Regions from separate parts of the Anas platyrhynchos genome. Here region 2 is linked to region 1. Evidence: chromatin contacts called from public Hi-C data. All regions are on one chromosome and are shown on one strand. Each heading gives the region's core, a stretch centred on a gene start, on an enhancer-like site or on the middle of the called end of the contact. The rest is flanking DNA. Distances are from core to core; before and after follow the strand shown. Region 1 overlaps DENND4A (DENN domain containing 4A). Region 2 holds the start of RAB11A (RAB11A, member RAS oncogene family).

Region 1 (3,881 bases), core at 873-3,372:
GCATGTTCAAACTTTTTTTTTAATGTTCAGGACTACTTTTCCTAATTTCAGACACTTAAAAGCTTTACAGATGTCTTATGGTCTGTTTCCAGCTTAGTTTAGGACTCCAGTGAAGTATTACAATATACCAAGAAGATTACAAGAAGATTTAGTGACCTTGGAAATTTTTTTTTCTTTGAGTATATACAGAAATTCATGTAAATCTACCCAAAGTTGTCATCTGGTTTGACTTTTTTTTTTTTTTTTGCAATAGCTTTTGAAATATTTTCTTGACCCTCTATGAAAACTGCATGTAAAATAAAGAGGTCTAATGAAATTAAAACCCCATGTGAAGAGTATATTCACAGTTACCTTTTTAGCCAAAGGGCTTCATGCTGTCTTCTACGTAATGAGTAGTTATTAGTGAAAACTGTGAGGGCCATGCACATTCAACAAAGGTACAGTTTATCAAATGTGACTCTTATTCTGATCTGCCTCCAAGATCTAAGCATACTTTACCATGTGTGAGGTTACCTGTTACTTCAAATTATATCCATGGACACTGTTTGTAGGAGAGAGGGGAAGTCTCTATTTTAGACTTCTCAAGTGTAATTTAAATCTTTCCTCTTCTTCCTAAGAGGCAAAGTGGGTAGAGACATTAAAACTTTATTGCTGAGGAAAAAACATCTCTTTCTTGACTGTAGTTATTCAGCCAGCCATGTGTTTTTGAATGAGTTGTTACAAAAACAATGTTACTGTGTTATTTCCTGTAGAAAAATAAAATACGGGAGAGCATTGTGCAGTTTTCAGTCTTAATGCCATAACCTGTATGCTAGAGAAGTCTTTCAGAGCGAATGAAATCTCAGGTTGTGTCTTTATGTATTAAATATTAAAAATACTCCATAATGCACTTGTTTTCTAGAGAACTGGCAAATATTACTCTTCTAGTAAAAGGGGTATGAGAACAACTACATTGAAACTGTATCTGATATTTCTGTCACTTCTATTATGATTTGGAAGTTCCATTCAAAACCCAGTCTGTTGACATTGTTTTTCTGTGTATACCCCTTCAATAAAATATTTACAGTAGGGAACACTAAACACATGCTTCCAGGAAACTGAGTGAGTTTAGAGGAAAAAATTGGATTTTTTTTTTAGTCTGAATTTTTAGGGAACTGTATCCAAGTATAGATGGGTGTATATCCTGGGACAAAAGTTGAGGATGTGGGTGAGCGATGTGAGATTGTCTGTGACACCTTGCTGTTTTCAAAACACTGGATATATCAAGTTAATACAACTTTAGTAGCTGATACCACAGATAGAGCTTTTAAAAGTAAGCAGGAGATGTTGTCTGTGAATATCTACTTCCTTCAAGCTGTTTCCAAGGACTGACTTGAGTTGTTTGATACTGCACTGAAAAAAATCACAGGTGGTAGTATCAAAGATGTTTTCCCAAAAATTGTGTGATCAGTGGTTGTGTTTTTGAAGATTACAGGTTTTAAGGTTTCTATTTTTGAAGAAATTTCTCTCTGTAATTGAACTTAAAAGACTAATTTTTTTGCTAAGTAACTAGTATAGCAAATTGTTCTGAATGCACGTTACTGTTAAATGTCTTGACTGTATGCTTTCTGCAAGGGAGACTTGATACATTTTAGTAGCTGCACGTATGCCAGTCTGTATGTGTGACCCATTCTTAGATCCTTCTTAACATCTGTTACAAGTCAGAGAGAACATGGCACGTGTCTGACTTATATTGATGGTTATAATTACTTTGGAAATTAAGCATTCAGGAATGTTGCTGATTGCCTGTTTCCAGCTGCTATTGTTGATGGGTTGTTTCTGATCTGCTAGACCTCATTCTCCATGGCTGACACCCCCTTATTACCCAGATGTTGCTCTTCTAATGATGTATTCACAGCCTGCAAACTTCAAGTGCATTGAGTAATACGTTTCTCCCCCTGAAGAATAGGGGCAGAAAGTGCCTCTTCTGCCTGAGGGAGGTGTGCGCTTTGAATAGGCTCTTGGTTGTGTTTATGTGCTTGTGATGAAACACAAAAGTCATAGGACATTAGGCTGATACTTCCTTTCTGGGAATAGTTTATGCAGGTTACCTCAGGCTGAAAAAATGAGTTCTTTGAATTCTTTCACCCAGCAAGTTAATGGTGGTAGTTGTCACAAGATGACTTACTGGAGAACAAAGCTAGCACATACAGCGGTGTGGTCATCCTGATTTGTCATTGAAGCTAAATGGAGCATTGGCCTTCCAAAGTTCCGTTGTATGAAATAAGAAAGGATGCAGCACTGCAGAGACTCATTTTATCGTATGCTTTGTGTGGCTGACAGTCCAGGCACAGCGTTAGGTAACTTGATGCTTCAGCATTTGAACTACTACTTCATCTCATGTTTCTGATTTCTATTGTCCAGTCACTTGCAGGGGAGTCTAAGGTGAAACGTACTCAAAATGAAATGCTACTAAAAGATGCTTAATCGTACAAGTTACTGTGACCTGCTGAATTGCTACTGCTGTTTGTATCTGTGCTTTTATGCAGTAGATAGACAATGCATGACTTAGCAACGAGGATTAAGCTAACTGGTATCTCAGTACCTTTGGTTTCCCAGACTGAAAACCCATCAGATGAGCTGTGATAAACTGATTGCATATCTGTATTCTTGTACTCATTTAATTCTTCTATTCATGTTAAATACATGAATGGTTTCTCCTGTCACCATAAGAATATTGCTGTTTTGTCCTATTGCCATAAGATCTTCATCTTGGATCCTTGACCAGTGTGAATTTCAGGCTATACCAGATTTGAGCTGAGCAATTTCTACCAGCTAAAAGCCTGATTCTCGTGTCTTCTGAAGGAAATATTACCTTATAATACAGTCTGCCACCTGTCCCCTTAATTTTTGTCCGTCTCCTTCCCACTCAGTCTAAAAAGAATCCTCCCTGAAAGCTGTGTATGAACTATGGGTCATTGCTTCTCTGAAGGTTTAGAAGGGTTTACTTTCAGCAGTTAATATATTCACTTTTTAGTGTATTAGCTAGTTTAAATTCCTTTTTTTATGGATATACAATGTGCTCAGTTCTGACTGAGAAAGGAAGGGAATGCTTTGCCTGCTTTTCATTAAAAGATACTGATGCATAGCACTGCACTCTGCTTTCCATAGTACCATACAACTGGATTATATAAGGTTTGGCATAGTTTAAATTTTATCTCTCTGTTCTGTGCTATTGTTATATAGCTTCTGATAAATAAGTTCAGAATAAAACCAATGTATTTTAAAATCTTTTTCCAGCTATCTCCACATGATAACCTGATTCTTAGCCAACCTGTATCATCACCCCTTCCACTGAGGCAAGTAGCAGTATCTTCTGTTTAAACATGAAATGTGTTCTGATTTATACTGAAAAGTTTCAATGCTTTGAGCTGTAATAGCGCCAATTTAAGTCTTCTTGTCCTGCTGCCTTTTGTAGTTAATGTATCCAAGATTTATTTATGAGATTAGACCTATGCCCTGTCAAAAGACATACTTAATTAATAATATCTGTGCTTGTTTTTTGTTGTTGTTCTGGTTTTCTTTTGGTTTTAAATAATTTTAGTGGTTCTTGAGGCAGAAGATAGATAGATGGCCCTTGTAGGAATTGGCACCTGGGCTCCCAAGATAGCACAACTTTGGTATTGTGGGTTAATTAAAGTAGTTCTATGCCTGTCTTAACTTTCAGGGCTGTGCAGGAGAATGATTAAAGAAATACATGTAGTTTCCCTGTAAAGTGCTACTCAAAAAGAAAAATCATTGTGCATGTGTCCTTAAAAGAAGTCTAGTCTCACGGCATCATGGTTACTGTTGGAAAATAACTATTCTTCAGTGGACAATGAAATATAGCAAGTAGTCTATTT
Region 2 (3,881 bases), core at 656-3,155, 41 kb before region 1:
CACAAACAGCCCAGCAGCAGTTTAGCTCAAGGACAGTAAGAGGCAGCTGGACCAGAGAATACTGCCCTGTTACTTTAGAGCACCTCAAAGCCCTGGTGAACTCAGTCCCACCATGTCCCTCTAGGTCACGAACCCAGAAGAACTGGGACTGGATTAGGTGTCCAGACAGCCCAACACCCAGCCCAAGGGGCAGGACTGGTGCTGAGAAGCCCTGTGTGGAACAGAAAAGATCAGGGTGGCACTAAGCTTTGGCCCAGCAGCCCTCACCTCCAAATGAGGAAAATTAAAGCCACGAGCAATATGGGTAAATAGGGAAAGAACATCTATCGTTTGTTGTAGTTCCACATCAGCTCAATAAAAGGGATGTGAGCCCATAAGATCTCTTCTGATTATTCAGATGCCCTTTTGCATCTTTTTAATTCCACAATGTCCCTTCAGAATGGGTACGCCTGTGCTGCCTACATTTCCCCTCAGGAGGCTCAAACGTTTGCTTAGCATTCCCCTTGAGTTCTCATTTCTTCGTTCAAGAGGATTTTTTTTTTTTTCCTTTTTTTTTTTTTTTTTAAAACCTACCACTGGTGTTTTTGGACAGTGCCTGGTGACGAGACAGCTCAATACCACAACAATTCCCAGCTCATTCCAGAGCAAGGACGCTTTGTTTTAAACAACCTCCGCTTTTGGACAGTTACAACTGTTTCCACAATTTGTGCAACTCCGCGTTTGCTGATGTTATTTCAGCTGCCAAATGAATTCCAGTTCAGAGATGCTGCACGAACTTCCTGCGGTCTGCTTTAACTTTGGAAAACCTGAATCACTCCTATCTTCATGGCACCATTTCCCTAGCATCCTCTGTGCTCCCAACAGCTTCCATAAACTATTCTACATGGTAAAAACCTTTCAGGGTGGCAACCAATTAACCTAGCTTGGAATTTTTCTATACAAATGAATCCCAACTTTATTATTTCACAGTTATATACATAAGCAATCTAATAAAAGATAGCACCTCTCCCAAAAAGTTCCACATCACTGATATTTCCTCACAGCTAGAACAATAACTTACACAATCCTGTCAGGATATGGAGTGCTTTTGATAATTTGCACACAGGCCTGTAAAAGAAGTTGTTTGATGTGACTGAATTTGCGATCAGCAGGGCCTTTGCCAACGCTGCAAGGTGAGAAATGAGGCATTTCTTGGTACCTCTTGACCTGATCCCAATACCAGTATAGAAAACTGATCTGTAGTTAGTAATAACACCAATTTCCACATGGAAATTGGAGAAGACAGATGGCAAAAAATGTAATTCTTCAAAGCCATTAAAAGAACTTAATGGTACCGAGAAGATCACTGCTGTTCTGTACGATCCCTGTTAGCAGCAGGCTCTCTTTTTATTTTTAAGAAACATTTGGACTGTGCTCCCAGTCAGCAGCCTGAATTTTTGGGTAGGCCTGTGTGGAGCCAGGCGCTGGGCTCCATGATCCTCGTGGGCGCCCACCAACTCGGGATATTCTACCATTCTAGCATATATGACGCAATATTTTTGATAATTTGCCCATAGGTGTGTAAAAGAAGTTGTGTGACGTGACTACATTCGCGACCAGCACGGCCTCCGCCAACGCCTCAAGACGACCAAATTCCTGGGTGCCTCCCGACATGATCCCAACGCCACCACAAACGCCCGATCTGCGGTTAGCAACATCGCCATTTTCCACACGGAAAATCGAGGAATCGCGGTTTTTGATGCCTGTTTTCCTCAGGCCACAGCCCCACAGCCCCACACCCGCACCCCCCGCACCCCACAGCCCCACAGCCGCCGGTACCACAGCGGGAGCCCCCCGGTCGGGGCAGGGGCCGTGCCGGGCGGTACCTTTGAAGAGGTAATCGTACTCGTCGTCGCGGGTGCCCATGGTGAGGACGCCGAAAGCCGGGGACGGGCAGCGGGAGCCGGGCCCCTCCCTGCAGCCTCTTCCGTGCCTCTGCGCCCTCCCACAGCCGGCTCCTTCCGGAGCAGCCCCGAGCACTTCCAGGCCGCTTCTCCCTGCCCCGCCCGGCTTGAAAGGGGCGGTGAGGGGAGCTGTGAGGTGCCACGGCTCGACCCGGTTGAGGCAGGGCGCTGAGGGGCAGCCCCGGGCTCGCCTCACAGCCGGGGGCAGCGGGAGGGAGCGGGCGGCGGGTGCTGGGGAAGAACTAAGGGGCAGCCCGCGCGGGGAGTCGCCACAGCGGTTCCATGGTGTAATGGTTAGCACTCTGGACTCTGAATCCAGCGATCCGAGTTCAAATCTCGGTGGAACCTGAGGTGTTCTTTTTTTTCCCCCCCCCAGATTCTTTTGTGTGCCGTAACAATGGGCACGACGCTGCTTTCTCCGCTCCGTTGTGGGCTTCTGAAGGAATGCACGCAGCTCATGACTTCTTGTGGTTGAATCTTTTACCCATCCAAGGCATGGGCACCATCCTCCCGCCATCGTGGGCCAGTGGCAGCACCACAGGGGCTTCCTTCCACAGGGAGAAGGCCCCAGCGTGGTCTGCAGCCCCACCAAAACTGGGGTGGGTTAGCAAAATCCTCCAGGTCTCACAGCTTTGTCCACACCCAGGGCAAGAGCAGTGCTCAAAGCCAACAGCACTCGATATGGAGGCGTCTCTTGTGTATGAGGAATCAGCAAGCTCGTTGGGTTCATGAGGCACAAAACATTGCCTCAGGGACCATGCAGAGGTGGCAGCAGGTGAAACACTGGTCTGAGACATCTGAAGAGGTAAGACTTGATGATTTGTCTGTGGCACAGTCAAAGGTGAACATGGAAAAATATAGCAAAGTTAACCTCTGAAGGAGGCGGAAGCAGAAAGAGTAAAAGACTATATGTACATATATCTGCATTTAGGTGGGGTCATCTGAAGACAAATCAGTCCTGCCCCAGGGCAACTTGAAGAGGAAGGGTTTGCTCCCTCATGGTTTGCACTAGGATAGCCAGTTTTCTTCCCATTCCAGCACCCAGAGGAACAAAGGCCCCCGGCCCACCATGGCCCTGCTGCCCGCTGGCTTCTCCGTCCTCAGAGCCAGTACCCCTCGTCTGCCCTGCGCCAGGAGAGATGTCATCTTTGTTGTCAGCTTCCACTGGCACAGGCTGGAGGCCTAAATAGAAAGGATAAAAATAACAGTGGTGCCCAGATGATTAAACCAAGGCCTTTAGACCTCACTTTGTTTCCAGCGGCTTGCCGCGAGCAGCGGCAGTATGTTAGCCATCTCGGCAGCCAGTGGCCATGTTGTCATTTCTGTGTGAGGAAAGAAACCCCCAGGCACCCGCGGCAGCGCTGTGCATCAGTTACCGTCTGCTGGGATGATAATGAGCCATAACCTGATCCTTTCCACTTAAAAATGCTTCACGCTGCCTCAGAGCTTCCGAGTGAAGAAAACAAGACACTCATAACAAAGATACACAGGGTGCAACCGAATCCCCACTCAGACATCAGAGAACTTAGGAAGGAACATCACGGACTGTGCTCACCCCTTGTGCTACCACAGGCCTCCGGCGAGTCCCCAGCAGATCCTGCACGGCTTGGATCAATCCTTTTTATCTCCAGGTGAACTCCCCAAATCTAGAACACCCAAATCTGGTGAATACCCAAAAGCTAGAGTCTGAAAGTGCTGCTCCTGCTTCTGCCACTTTCAGAGGTTACTCTGCTGCACTGAGTTGTGCACTGAGATGTGTAAAGGCTGGGGTATATTTATAGCTGTGTAGTTAAAAGTTTCCATCTCACATCCTATTTGCGGTCCTCTATTGAACTTTGTCATTAACAAACATGACTTTTTCAAGCCTAGTTTTACCCTCCAGAAATGCTACTAGTTTCAAGTAATATTTAAATAACACAGATTAACTATTTTTAGTTA

What was found. Hi-C and Micro-C count contacts between places; a contact is called where the count stands out from the background.
Region 2: a Hi-C map of skeletal muscle shows a contact between it and region 1, with 3 times the contacts expected there. The contact joins the promoter of RAB11A here to the enhancer-like site in region 1. A contact is called at or near these places in 2 of 8 Hi-C or Micro-C datasets (skeletal muscle and subcutaneous adipose tissue).

The regions. Positions count from the first base shown.
Region 1 is chr11:22,587,347-22,591,227 of IASCAAS_PekinDuck_T2T, reverse strand. DENND4A (DENN domain containing 4A) reads left to right here. Exons shown (of 33, transcript XM_072043280.1): 9 at 3,280-3,338. Among named protein-coding and RNA genes, the nearest start is that of DENND4A, 22 kb to the left of the region's middle. Within about 2 kb of position 2,122, at least 1 of the 8 cell types and tissues checked has an H3K27ac peak or open chromatin away from gene starts, as enhancers often do.
Region 2 is chr11:22,628,553-22,632,433 of IASCAAS_PekinDuck_T2T, reverse strand. It overlaps RAB11A (RAB11A, member RAS oncogene family), which reads right to left and starts at 1,905. Exons shown (of 5, transcript NM_001310342.1): 1 at 1,866-1,905. The coding sequence starts at 1,905. It overlaps TRNAQ-CUG (transfer RNA glutamine (anticodon CUG)), which reads left to right and starts at 2,220; the gene lies at 2,220-2,291.